Regions from separate parts of the Rattus norvegicus genome. Here region 2 is linked to region 1. Evidence: chromatin contacts called from public Hi-C data. All regions are on one chromosome and are shown on one strand. The core of a region is the stretch at or near the end of the contact, and the rest is flanking DNA. Distances in the headings are between cores, read along the strand shown.

What was found. A called contact is a pair of places that touch in the nucleus more often than the background predicts.
Region 2: a contact with region 1 is called in a Hi-C map of psoas muscle, with 2.0 times the contacts expected there. The contact joins the enhancer-like site here to the promoter of Ppp3ca in region 1. A contact is called at or near these places in 1 of 12 Hi-C or Micro-C datasets (psoas muscle) and 1 of 1 datasets of contacts at active chromatin or transcription factors (oligodendrocytes).

What each region holds. Positions count from the first base shown.
Region 1 is chr2:227,835,609-227,842,226 of GRCr8, forward strand. Ppp3ca (protein phosphatase 3 catalytic subunit alpha) reads left to right here and starts at 3,999. Exons shown (of 14, transcript NM_017041.2): 1 at 3,999-4,262. The coding sequence starts at 4,205.
Region 2 is chr2:228,091,005-228,097,622 of GRCr8, forward strand. Ppp3ca (protein phosphatase 3 catalytic subunit alpha) reads left to right here. Exons shown (of 14, transcript NM_017041.2): 11 at 6,381-6,465. Among named protein-coding and RNA genes, the nearest start is that of Ppp3ca, 250 kb to the left of the region's middle. Within about 2 kb of position 2,832, at least 11 of the 93 cell types and tissues checked have an H3K27ac peak or open chromatin away from gene starts, as enhancers often do.

The sequences.
Region 1 (6,618 bases), core at 2,749-5,248:
ATTATTAGAAGGTATGGACCTGTTGGAGTAGGTGTGGCCTTGTGCCCTTGTTAGAGGAAGTAAGTCACTATGGGTGTGGGCTTTAAGACACTCATCCTAGCTGCCTGGAAGTTAGTATTCTCCCAATAGCCTTTAGATGAAGATGTAGAGCTCTCAGCTCCTCCTGCACTATGTCTACCTGAATGCTGCCATGTTCCTGCCTTGATGATAACTCTGAACCTGTAAGCCAACTCCAATTAAATGTTGTCCTTTATAAGAGTTGCCTTGGTCATGGTGTCTATTCACAGCAGTAAAACCCTAATTAAGATACTCCATTGAGCTTATAATACATTACTGGGGGTGTGGGGACAAGCAGCACCTTGAAAAGAGAACTATCTGGCTGAATAACTTATTTCTCACATTTGTTGACAAATGAGACAGTACATTGCACAGTTGTTCAAAACGAAACTGGTCCATGAATTGTTCGTTTACAGAAATGAAGATTAGATGCTCATGTCTTAAGATAGGTAAGAATGTTTTTAGTCATCTGGTTGCTCTATTATATAACACTGAAGTCGCACTTCTGTATTTTAGTAGACATTTTACTTTGGAATAAAGTAAGTAACACCTGTATATTAATTTCCTAATGAGTACACTTAGAAATTCTAGTGACTAACAAAAAATGATTAGTTCTTCTTTATTTAAAGCTTCATGTAGTCTTTCTAAGGAGGTGATCAGCATTTCTTGATGTTGTAATAATAACGCTTGTCTCTATTGGATTCTGTGTCCAAAGCAGGGTCTTAGAAAGCTCTGTATTCCGCTGCAGGAATTAACAGACAGAAGGATGTGTATCAGGTGTCCCATCACTCTGCTGGCACATCACAGACAACTTTACCCATTTTATCAATACCAAGAACCAATCACATGGACTCATCATGGTCAGGCTGTGAAATGGAATTCCAAATAGGGAAGCTGCTTCCTAGAGATAATTAAACGAAGGAACACCATATTAATTTTGCTTAGTGGATGAAATGCTGTCTTTTAATCATTTTTTAAAAATTTTACCTTCTCTCCATAAGCAAAGGACATTTCCAAAGCTAGTGCCTGAACACCGAAGCTGTCACCTTGAAAATGTGGATTCCAAAATGTAAGTTAGTCTTTGTCAGTTTGAATATGGTCAAGAACTGTTTTAGGACTCTAACAGGGTTTAAGGAGAAAGGGAAAAGAATAGTCATAGCAGAGAGCTGGCCTCTGAAGGGATGACAGGCTAACAGGGATACCTTGGCTATCTGGTTGAGTAGGCTGGGAAACACACACACACACAAACACACACACACACAAAGTATCGGATGATAGAAAGATGTGCTGTGCAAAGTGATTACCGTTTGTTTTCTCTTCCACTCACTCAGACCTTAGCTTGGTGCTGTTCTAGCCAGGGTTCTAGCTGGTAGACTTGCGGTGGACTGAAGGGTGTGTCTGAAAGGTATACATTTGGTTCCTATTTCTGTCATAAAACTTTCCCGTGTGTTTGCTACCTTTAGCCTCTGATCCTAGTTCCAGGGCACCTTGCCTATGCCCAGGGGAGAGTTCCTGTAAATAACAGTTGCATCTGTGTGCAGCATGTGGGGGAGGGAGTCTTGGCCTTAAAATCGAGTATCCCCAGATAAGGTTTCCAGGTCTTTCCTGCAGCAGGCCCTTCTCACCCACAGGTCTTGGCATCCTTCCCTCGCTTCCAGTCATCTGGCCAGGGACCAGCTTCCCAAATCTGCCTTGGCAACTAGCTGTGCTCTAGCCCAGGAGGCTGTTTGCAACAACCCCTAACTGGGGAGAGTATAGAGTCCTCTTGGAGATCATTTTATGTTCCCCGAAAATTCCACTGGGCTATATAGATCTTACTGAAAGCAAGGGGACCTAGAGGTTGCAAATTTAGCTGCAGAAATCTGGCCACCAGGGGCAGCCTCCCTTTGCTGACGGGATGTGCCCACCAACTCCATCCCTTCCTCTGACTAGCAGGCCTGCCTTGTAGCATCCTCCGTTCTAATTTCTTAAGGCTACCTAGTTATTGTGCTCCGGGGCCACCAGGCTGCTATTAAATTTTAGTTTTTCAGACTTGAGTTTCACCTGACCCCTGTGGCCAGAACAGTTCTTTCAGCTCCATCTTCTATCTTCCTAAACTTCCTCCCCTCCAACACAAGCTTTCTTTGTGGAACAGTCCTGGCTGTCTTGGGACTCAGTCTGTAGAACAGACTAGCCTGGAACTTTCAGATATCCTCCTGCCTCTGTCTCCCACATGCTGGAACTAAAGGAGTGCGCCACCAACAGCTTGCTTTATATACCCTTTAGTAGGCCTTTTATTGAGCCCACAGTCCAATTCAGGAAATAGGAAAACCCTGATATTGAAGGAATTTGCAAGTAAAACAGGAAGGACAAGGGTGAGAAGTTTATTCAGCTTTCTTCATAATTTCCTTGCTGGTCCTTGGAGTTGTGGTAGGCCAGTGCCCAGAAGACATTCTGAAGAGAAGTCTCTTCCTGAAGCCAGAACTGTTTGAAAGGATCTACCTGGGCCATCAGCATTTCATACTCTGTCCCTTATTTTCTTTCTTAGGAGAGACTGGTGAGAAACTGCAACAGGCTAAGGCCCTACAGTGACTGACTGGAAGGAGCAGGAGGACATTTAGTGTCACCTACCCACACCAATGACTGCTAGCTCCAGTCAACAGGGAAAAGGCGACCTCTCCTGAATCTTTCTGACTCCTCTTATCCCCTAGGGCGTCCAGGGTCACTGAACATAGCCAGGGTCACATAGGCTCCAGTCCGCTGCCATCCTCCTTGGATAGCCAGTCACCGCGTCCCGCAGCGCCCCAAACACACTTTCGCCTCTTCCCTTGAAGTTGTGCACGCGTCCTAACCACCCCAGCAGCAGTAATCCGCATCCACCTAGCCCAGGCAGAGCTGTCTCCCCAAGGTAAGCTGTTTACTCGTCGCCTTCCTTGGCGATCCTCCCTGGACAGCTGCGGCAGCTACAGCAGCTGCGCCGCTTGCCCGGAGCGTCGGGCGCTCCTTCTTTCTCCCTCCTGGGTCTCCGAACTCACTACTGCGGGCCATGCACACACTAGCAGCGGCCGCGACACACCCGGGAGTGTGTGCGGGACCTCGGGAACCCGCAAGCGTGGTGACACGCTGCAGCCCAGTTCCTCCGGGGCCCTACTCCCAGCCCAGCCTCCCTCCTCTCTGCCCACTCCAGTGACACTTGAGCGGCCACAGGGCGGTGGAGGCTGCAGGCCCGCGGGACTGACTGGCACCCCGAAGAAAACAGAGCAGGGGGCGGGGCGGTCACACAGACCACCGCCTTAGCGATGAGGGATGCGCGCCACAGCCAATGAGCTTGCGATGTGCAACGTGGGGCGGGCCCTGAGGCGGACCCCGAGGAGGAGGTGGCCCTGGCGCTGGAGGCGGGGGCGGTGAGGAGGAAGGGGAGGAGGCGGAGGCGGGCGCGGTGGTGGCGGCGGCCGGCGCGGCGGCGAAGGCGAGGTTGTGCCCCGGACTGTGTCCACCGAGCTCAGCGGCTCTTTCCTGTGCGTGGAGAAGCAGCGGCGCCGCGAGGCAGAGGAGGATCGCGGACGAGCGCGGCGGCGGGACGTCTACGGCTGCCGCGGCCCCGGCGGCGCCCGGCGACAATCGGCGTGGGGAAGCTGCGGCGGCCGCAGCGGCAGCCGCCTCTCCACCACCGGGAAGCCGAGGCGCGGCTGGCGGCGCTGACATCCGCGGCCCTGCCTCTCCTCCCTCGCCCCCGGCCCTCCCCATGTGATCGGTCTTAATCCCGACCGTGTGCGCGCGTGGGGGCTCCATTGCGCGGCGCCCGGTGTCGGTGCCGGGGTGGGTGCTCGCGTGCGCTTCTCCTCCCCATCCCCCGCCCCGTCCCCAAGAATAAAAGAAGAACCGGGAGGCGTGCTCAGAAAATAAATAAATAACCAGCACACACGCGCAGCCCGGAGCGAGGCGGCGGGGCTGGTGGCGGCGGAGGAGGAGTGAAGGCGGCGGCGGCGGAGGAGGGACGCGCGGAGCCGGCAGTAACTTTCGAGCCAGCCCAGAGCCCGGAGCTCCAGCCGAGCGGTTTGCAGCGCGGCGGCGGCGGCGCTGAGTGTCTGGCCCGCCGGTGCGGTCGGGGTGTGCAGTCGGACGGGACCAGCAGCGCGTCGCTGTCCCCCCCTCCCGGTGACTGGAGATGTCCGAGCCCAAGGCGATTGATCCCAAGTTGTCGACTACCGACAGGGTGGTGAAAGGTAAGCGCAGCGCCGCGGCGGCCCGGGGTGCACCGAGTGCCGCAGGCGACCGTCCGCCCCTCCCCCGCCCCGGTTGTCCCTCTCCAGCTAGCGCCGGGGACCTTCTAGGATCTCCTGCAAGAGGCGATCCCCTCCTCCGCCGCGCCCTGCCCCCACACCGCCCACCCGGCCCTAATGGGGGCTTTTATTTATGTATGTATTTATTTTTATTTATTTATTTTTGTGGACCGGGGGGCAGCAGTTGGCAAATGGCTGAGTGGCTGGGAGGCGGTGGCGGGGGTGGCGGTGGCGGGAGGGGGCGCCCGGGGTGGGGGTGACTGCTGGCAGGGTGTAGCTGCTGTGACAGAAATAGGAAGTGGGTGGCTGCTCGCAGGCTTGCATGGGATCGGGTTTATGGTTTGCTCTTTGTAGAGGGAGGGGAGGTGATTTATGGCTTTTAAAAAATTAATAGGGCATTTTTATGTGGCCGTGGCTTGCCGCGGACTGGCTCGCCCCGGCACATTGCTCCAGGCGCTCCATTGCAGCAGTTCCCTGGGCGCCCCCTCCCCCTCCGCGGGAAGGGCCTGCACAGGACTCGCGAGAGAGCGGGAGAGCGTGGGGGGAGCCCAGCTCCGGCTGCCGCGCGCCGCGGGGGGGGGGGACCGGGGCCGCGTGGGGGCAGCGCCAGGCGGGGGACGACCGGAGCCCCCGCCGCCGCCCCGGGATTTCCCCGCAGGCCCGGAGCGACGCGAGCGGTGGTGATCCTCTGTCGACCTCCCTTGCCACCCATGGCTGACTGCCGCCGACCTGTCATTGCTCTTAAAGGGTTCCCTGCTGGTGCACACCTCTGGGGTGTGTGTGTGTGTTGGGGGGAGCTCACCATGCTCCCTTCCCCCAAGCTTCTAACACCCCCTTGGTAACAGGCTATTTGGTTGTCTTTATTGCCAGGGATGACTTGTATGTGTACAACTGGCGGAGATGGCTCTGGGTTGCTAGCTAGGTGAAAACCCCGGGGGATGCTTGGGGTTAGGAAGGGGACAACGTGGTTGCCCTTTCTATCCTTTGGAGGGATCCCACCAGTCTCACTGTATTCCAGCGCTGAATGGGGGAGGAGGTGCAGATTCGAAAGGATTAAGTAGTGACACTTATTCTTGGGGTCAATGTTCCCAGCAAAGCTAAGATGGGCACCAGCCTGTGCAGAGCGGGCCTCTGAAACTGGAAGGAGTGATGGGGGCGGTGTGTGTGTGTGTGTGTGTGTGTGTGTGTGTGTGTGTGTGTGTGTGTGTGTGATGAGATCGGAGACGGTATCTTATGCAGCAGAGCCTTTAGCTAGAGTGCAAAGCAATCAAGTCATTTGCTCCAGGAACACTTACGTGAAAGTAACCCGGCGCCCGCCCTAAGACCATGATACATATTCTCAGGAGCTTTAAGAAAGGATACTTGCGCCAGGGGATACTTTTACATTTGCTCCACATTTAAAGTTTTGAGTTGTGTTGTGTTGTGTTGTGTTGTGCTTTGTGTGGGTGTGTGTTATGTTCTCTTTTGTGAGAGAATAAAATATCTTCACTCCTTTTGGTTATATTGGAATCATTCCTACTTCAAAGTAGGATTCATGGAGCCGTCAAAATAGAGAGGGAATAGGGATAGCTCTGTAAAAAAAAAAAAAAAATTGGTGCCAGATCCTGAAGTGCACAACGGTCTTGTGCGGTGATCAGGATCTCCTTAGTGTGTGATATTTAGGCATAGTTCCAAGGCAAAGATACTTTGTTTTCTAAACAAAGTAATAGTTTACAATTCAGACGACACTATGTGCTGGTAGTAAAAAAAAGTCCTGTCACATTTTCTCTTTTAGATGTCAAACGGGGATTTCTAAAGTGTGTATCTCTAAAATGTAGATTTTCATTGTCATTGTCAGCAAGTAAACTGTGTAAAGCTAATTGCTTGATATGTTTACCAGTTAAGAGGCAGAGCCAGCGTCCAACCATTCCATAGCTCTTTTGCCTCATGCTTCAGTGTCGGGTTTTATAAATGACTTCCTCCACTAGTATGTAGGCACATCCATAACTCCAAAATTTTGATTCATGTATTTTTTTCAGAAGTGATATATACCTGTGGGCTGCAGATTCAAAATAGGAAACATTACTGTAATCTTCCACTTGTTTTGATAGGGATTCTACTGGAAGATTTTGTTTATAGAAAAAAAATATTGATGACTCCCGACTTTCAGATGGGCACCCTGCCATTGCTTTGTTTCTCTCATGCTTTCTTGCTCATTTTCTGTCATTGGTTTAAAAGTCCTGACACAGGCTTCCAGACAACATTTTGTCATGCATAAGACTTTCAGGATTAGAATTTTGAGACGATAATCTATTTTGAT
Region 2 (6,618 bases), core at 1,582-4,081, 250 kb after region 1:
CTGTGCACGTTCATACGTGTTATGCTCATCTGTAAATAACTGTGAAGTCCAATGTTGTCAGGCTTTTGCAAGCATCTGCTCTTGCATTCTCTTCCCCATCCAAGTAAGCTAGTTTTGTTTTTACTCTAGCAGTTGGAATAGTTCGTGTTTTAGCTCCTTAGGTCTCACACCATAAGTAGCCTTTTTATTCGCGTTCAGTTACTGCTCTATTTGGCTAAAGTAAAATCGTAGGTGTCCAGTAGTCTGACGGTGAGCCAGGCGACAGTACAGTTTCCCAAAATGGTGAATTTGTTATACTTAGCAAATCCGGAAAGGTGACAAAGAGTAAATATATATGGTATCTGCGAATATGAGTTAAAATTTTACATAAATGTTAAGTTTACCAACAAATATAAAGGGAAAAATTAGCCCTGTCCTTTGGAGAAGTTTGTAGTGTTTGAGAAGGTACATGTCCTATAAGGCATTTTTTTAAACACACTTATTGTAGACACACTTGAGTTATTTCAAGATCCTTTAAGGAAGGAAACCTAAATAACAGGAACAATGTAAAGCCAGTAGGATGAAGTAGTGGAGACTCACATTGCTTTTCCATTACAAATTAAATTAAGCCTGACCTTATTTAACTTTTTTTTTCTTTTTTTCGGAGCTGGGGACCGAACCCAGGGCCTTGCGCTCGCTAGGCAAGCGCTCTACCACTGAGCTAAATCCCCAGCCCCCTTATTTAACTTTTAATTGTGTCTGTGTGCAAGCATGTACCCAGAGAAGCCAGGAGGCCATTGATTACCCTGATGCTGGAGTTACAGGCATATATGAACTACCCGATACGGTGTTGGGAAGCAAAGTTAGGTCCAATATAAATGCATTACGTGCTCATAACACTGTGCTGTCTTTCCAACCCTATAATAGTAATGTTTAAAGGCTGTTTTGTTTTCCCCTTCAAAGGCTAAAATAAAAATATTTCTCTTTACAAGGCATGACTACAAAGTTTCCATAGAAATAGTTAACTTCATTACTTAACATTGTAAAGCTGTGCTTAACCTGCTTAGGCTCTGATGGATTGCACTGTGAAGACGTTGTTCAATCTTCAGTTGCCTATGTTAGCTGTGTAGAGACTGTAATGCCAGGGAGAACCACTATTCCCTGCCTTCTTGTGGCAGCATACACTTCCCCGTCACATGAAGACGGTCAGGACATAGGCACCATGGCTCCCAAACCTGCCCTCCCACTTGTCTCTCATACCAAATTTCTTCCAAGCATAGGTTCACCCTCTCCATGTTTATTGCAAAGCTATTAGAACGTTGAAAAGACTGTATAGCCTACAGCCGTGTGCCCATCACTTATTTTCCACAGCTAATGTTTGATACAGATAGTAACGCATCCAGTCACGAGTATTTTTTGCTTCTGTTACCTGCATTATGTTCCATTTCTGGAGACTTCTCGCTTTAGCTTCGCATCCTGCCTCCTCTCCTTCTCACCCAACGTGACCATCACTCAGTGTATCTAGACTCCATCCTAGTTGAACATCTAGACGCAGACTTTCTGAACGTTAGTGGGTGTCGCACACACATTGGAAAACTATGGGGAAATGCTCCCTATGTCCCTCACCCTATTCTCCCTACTTCACAAAGGTGCATCCAGATCGTCCAACCTTTACTCCCAACTATTAAGTATCACCGTGTTGTAACAGCAATAATGTGCTGTAAAATGTTTAACAACCTTTCCTCCAGGGGAGGAAAAGACGGTAGTTTGAACCATTTGCAGGTTTCCACAGCATACGTTATCGATTGTGGCTGCTTTCAAGGCGCCTCTTGGAAATCTAGAGACAGACCTACGAGCTCTCTTCAATGTCCTCGTGCCAGCTGGCCTCCGTGAGCTCCAGCACACGGTTGCCACCTACACTGTGTTTGCCACAGGCTGTGATAGTGCTTCTCAGGGTCCCCAAGGACAGACTGTGCCTTATTCATCCTTCTGGTGCTAAACACAGCATGCTGTTACTGCAGACACATGTGATGTGTGAGTGAGCGATTTGGAGAGCTATATTCCTAACAGCCTAGTTTGGCTTACCTGGGCTTGTAGCAGTTGCAGAAGCTCCACCATGCTATGACCTGAGTGACAAGGTCAACATCTCCTTCATGGTGGATACTCGATGTGGTTAGAACCTCTTCATTCTGACACTCCCCACACCCCTGCAGTGCTGTTTGCAGCCCTGGCCCAGGCTGAAATCCACCTGTGGAAGGTGGCGGCATTTACTCAGCAGGCAGAGTGGCACAGATACCTTTCTCCTGGGGGAGAGCATTAGCCATGAAGAGCAAAAACACTGTACAAGGAAGTCTTTAAATTGCTTTAATCCGTATATTGGCTTCCCCACCTTTGAGGAAAATAGTGTGTGGGGTCGCGTGATTCCAGAAATGTTAGACTAATACCTAGACATAGAAGAACTTCAAAGATGAAAAAAAAGGAAACAAGAAAAAAAAGCAACGTGATAATTATTAGAGTAGAAGCATAAAGTGAAATTTTACTTTGAAATGACTATTTTCTCAGCTCATGAAATAATCCCTTTCAGTTTGGGACTTCCAAAGTTGGAATGGATTATAGTCTTTTCAGTTTTTACATAAAAGGTATTTTATATATCTTCTTCACCTACATAACCATGGCATATGACCACAATCAAGGCAAAGTCTCAGCAAGAAGCTTTAATATAATATATTTGTATGTGGCAAGTAAAAACGTGTCTAGAATGCACACATTTAATGTGCTGACCTTTCTGCCAAGATGCAGAATGAGACACTCATAGTGGGGCGCGCACCAGGAGGGTAATTCTAACTGGAAGGCTGTGCGCGTGATAACTGTCCCTCAAGTGTAATGAGAATCCATGGCATTCGTGGACAGTAACCTGTCTGATACTTTGTGCTTTGTGAAGTTGCGATCACATGAGATGAGTTTGGGACTTTGAGTAATTAAATGCATATCTAATGTTACCACCAGGAGAAATGTTTGAAGACGATTCTTGACAGATATGACGGCTTCTAATACCTGAAGCTTTGAAGTAGAGCCTGGAGGTTCGTACTGAGCTTTAGATCAGCCTGGGCTGAGCTAGAGGGCAATACCGTGTCTGGGGCACAGAGGATTAATTATAGTTCCACTGTCTCCTCTTGAATCTTACTGGTACACTTATTTCAATTTTTGAATCAACGTAGTCTAGTTTTATGAAAAGGTTGAAAAGACTTGTGTAGTATTAAAATTTTTTGAAAGAGACTTTTTCCTTAAGAAAAGTTCGATGCTCGCCCTCTATTGGGGGATATGACCATGCATAAGTGAGAAGAGTATGTGTACATACTGGGCGATAATTCACTTGATAGGAACATGTAATCAGTAGCATGTCGATTGGGACTGTCAGAATCCCCATCTCACACTTGAAGCCAGATACTGAACATTCTTCTGTGGGTCAGCTCCCAGAGAGCTGAGCAATGTGCTTCTAAGTCATTTATTTTCCTCCCTTGCCTCCTTAATTCTTCCTTTCCATTGCTCTGGCTATGGTTTTTACGAGTCCTCTAGTGGAGGGTTTTTTTCTGTGAGCTCATTCTTCTGTATTTCTCACTCGATTTTATTTTGCATCTGACCCTTCTCTTTTCTCATAAATATGTGCAGCTTCAGTTCTAGAACTTTAACCACTCCTCGCTACTTTTCTCGTTTGCATTTCTAAATATAGTCACCCGTGTTGGAGCGCTCTCACACTTTCCGTCCTGTGTGTCAGTGGATTAGTTTCATGATCTGGCCGGATCGTATGCTGGACACCGCCAGAGTCTCTTACCCTGCCCAGCACATCATGACCTCTGAGAAGACTGGTCAGTAGTGGGTAGGAAACATTAAAAGAGGGGCCAACGGTTAGACTGAAATCAGAACCGAAGGAAAGAATTGGTAAAACAAGTAGGGAGGTCGTCTGCAGAAACTACTTCTATCCCACTTAGAATTGTTGTTGTTTTGTTGTTGTTTTGTTGTTGTTGTTATTTTATCACAAGTCCTTTGGTAGTCTCAGTTATTAATCACTAGTGATCTAAACATAGTGACTTCTTTCTTCCTTGATCTCTAGAGCAAAATTTGATGTGCCAGAAAGTCTGAATTACCAATTCTATTAGAATCTCAGAATAAGATTTGAGGCAGGCATCATGCACTGTGCTTTCTTCTCTGGCGTTCAGGCCAAGGAATTCTTTATGAGTGGAATCTCATGGCTCTTGGTTACCGTGGACTACATTGGAGAGTAGTTTCCTTCCGCGTGCATTTGAACTCACTCCTTTCAGTGACAGAGAGAAGAGCTGGAAATAGCAACCATACCGATTAGTGCAAGGGAGTAATCTCCATGGCGTGCTTGCCACAAGAGAGAAAGAAATAGGCAAAAAATGTGGGCTGTGTCAGGACAGAGGGATGGGGAAATGATGCCAGCTCATGGGCTGGAACCATCTTCTGGGGATACCCGTGGATCTATGGTATCAATATGCATTCGCATCACCTCTGAAGATTAATCACATAAGCAAAGCTCTCTTCTGTTTTTACTTAGAATTAAAAAAACAAACAAACAAACAAAAAAAAAAAAAAACCAAAGCAAACCCAGCTTTTCTACAGCCATTTCAATATCGCCCAAGCTTTCAGGGTTTTTTCCTCTTCAAGAAATGTTGCGGTGAAAGGCAATTGCTCGGCTCTTAGCAAACAAATGAAAATGATTCCAAATTGTCTTCACAAAGTATTTTCTTCAAAAAGCTTGTTCTTATTAGGCGTTAAGAGAACAAAATATATTTCAAGTATCTGTTATTCTGATCTCAGCAAATCTTAGGAGCTCAAGCTGTTCTTAAGCTCCTTAAGAATACTGCTGATCTGAACAGGAATTGGGGGAGAATAATTGTGTGTGTGTGTGTGTGTGTGTGTGTGTGTGTGTGTGTGTGTGTGTGTACAGGAGATTTTTTTTAAATTATGTTAGACTTCCTGTAAACTCATGTGACAAGATTTCTGAGTAAACAGGTTAAGAGACACTTTGAACTCATAGTTGGTTTTGGCAGATGGGGCATGCTGGTAGAAAGTTCACAGGAAGAGAAAAATGGAGGGCCAGCATTAGCTTGCTCACTTTCCCCTTTAGTTTCTCCATGCCCTGAGCTCATAGGAAGATGTCACTCACAGTAACCTGGAAGTTAACCAAACTGTGAACTCTATTAGTCTCCCAGGCGCTGCTCTAACCAGTCAAGTTGACAGTAGCGACCGTTACCGATGTATTTTCCTAGTTGTTTTCCCCCTTTTTTGGATTATGATCTTAAGAGTGGCTCAGGTAAAGAGGAGCACTTTTTGAGTATTTAGGAGGACCTAGGTTCAATGCACAATAACACCAAAAAAAAAGAAATTCTTAAAAAAATAGTGTTTTTCTGAGTTTTACGTTTTGAGAATTAACAAATACATTTGTCAAAAGTCATGCAATATAATAAACTATTTTAAAAGAATATGTAAGAATATTTAAAAGAATATTAGCAGTTGTTAAGTAGATTTTTTTTTCATTTGGAAAATTCTAGAAGTTATAAAACATACCTGGACAGACCCATGCATCGCTTATGAAAATCTTTAAACCTATTTATATTATTTTATGTATGTGAGTGTTTGCCTATATTAATGTATGTGCACCACATGTATGGTGGTACCCACAGAGGCCAGAAGAGGGCACCAGATCCCCTGAGTCTGGAGTTCCAGATGGTTTTCGAACCAGCATTGTGAGTGCTGGGCACTAAACCCAGACGCACTGCTAATGGGTGCTCTTAAGCACTGAGCCATGTCTCCAGCACTGCACCCTTGCATAGACTTTTAGTGTCTTTTGTACCTTTGTCTCTTGAAAAATTAAATTCAGCTTTCTACATTTTCTGTCAGATTCCATGGCACATGAATGCCTTGGGATACAAGAAGCAGTAAACAGCCCAATGTTCTTTCAGAAAGCATGGAGTAAGCAGGAGCCCTATTAAGTCTGGTGAGCATTTTTGAGAGCCTAGTCGTCTCCCAAAGTCATCGTCCAACTTTGAGGTAAAGAGTAAAAAGCACTAACTTACCATCTTCTATCTCAGAAGAGAATTGAAACTCACAAACCAGAGGAGAAAGAAGAGCTTCTAGTTGTGGTCTCTGCTCTGTGGTCTCTCCTGCCTCCACCCCTGGGAATTCACAGCAGTTCCTCTGTCTTGAGGGTCACAACTTGGTGTCAATTGCTCAAGTACAGATGTTGGGATTCAGCTCAGAGATTGCCAAAGGGCAGCCAAATGAAAGCAAAACATATCCACTGTTGACTGGTAGAGTCTCTAAGTAAATGTGGGTGGATGAAATGTCACTAACTGAGGAGTTTCTGTTTTAAAATACAGGAGCCACGGCTGCAGCCCGGAAGGAGGTCATCAGGAACAAGATCCGAGCAATAGGCAAAATGGCCAGAGTATTCTCAGTTCTCAGGTGGGTTTACCTTTCCTCCTTTTCTGTTTGGAATACTATCGCACTATTGTCTACGCTATGATACTGTAATACTCTGATACTATAATAAATACTCTGATACTATAATACTATTGTCACATAGCAGCCACCTCAACACTTCCCTCCTATAGTTTA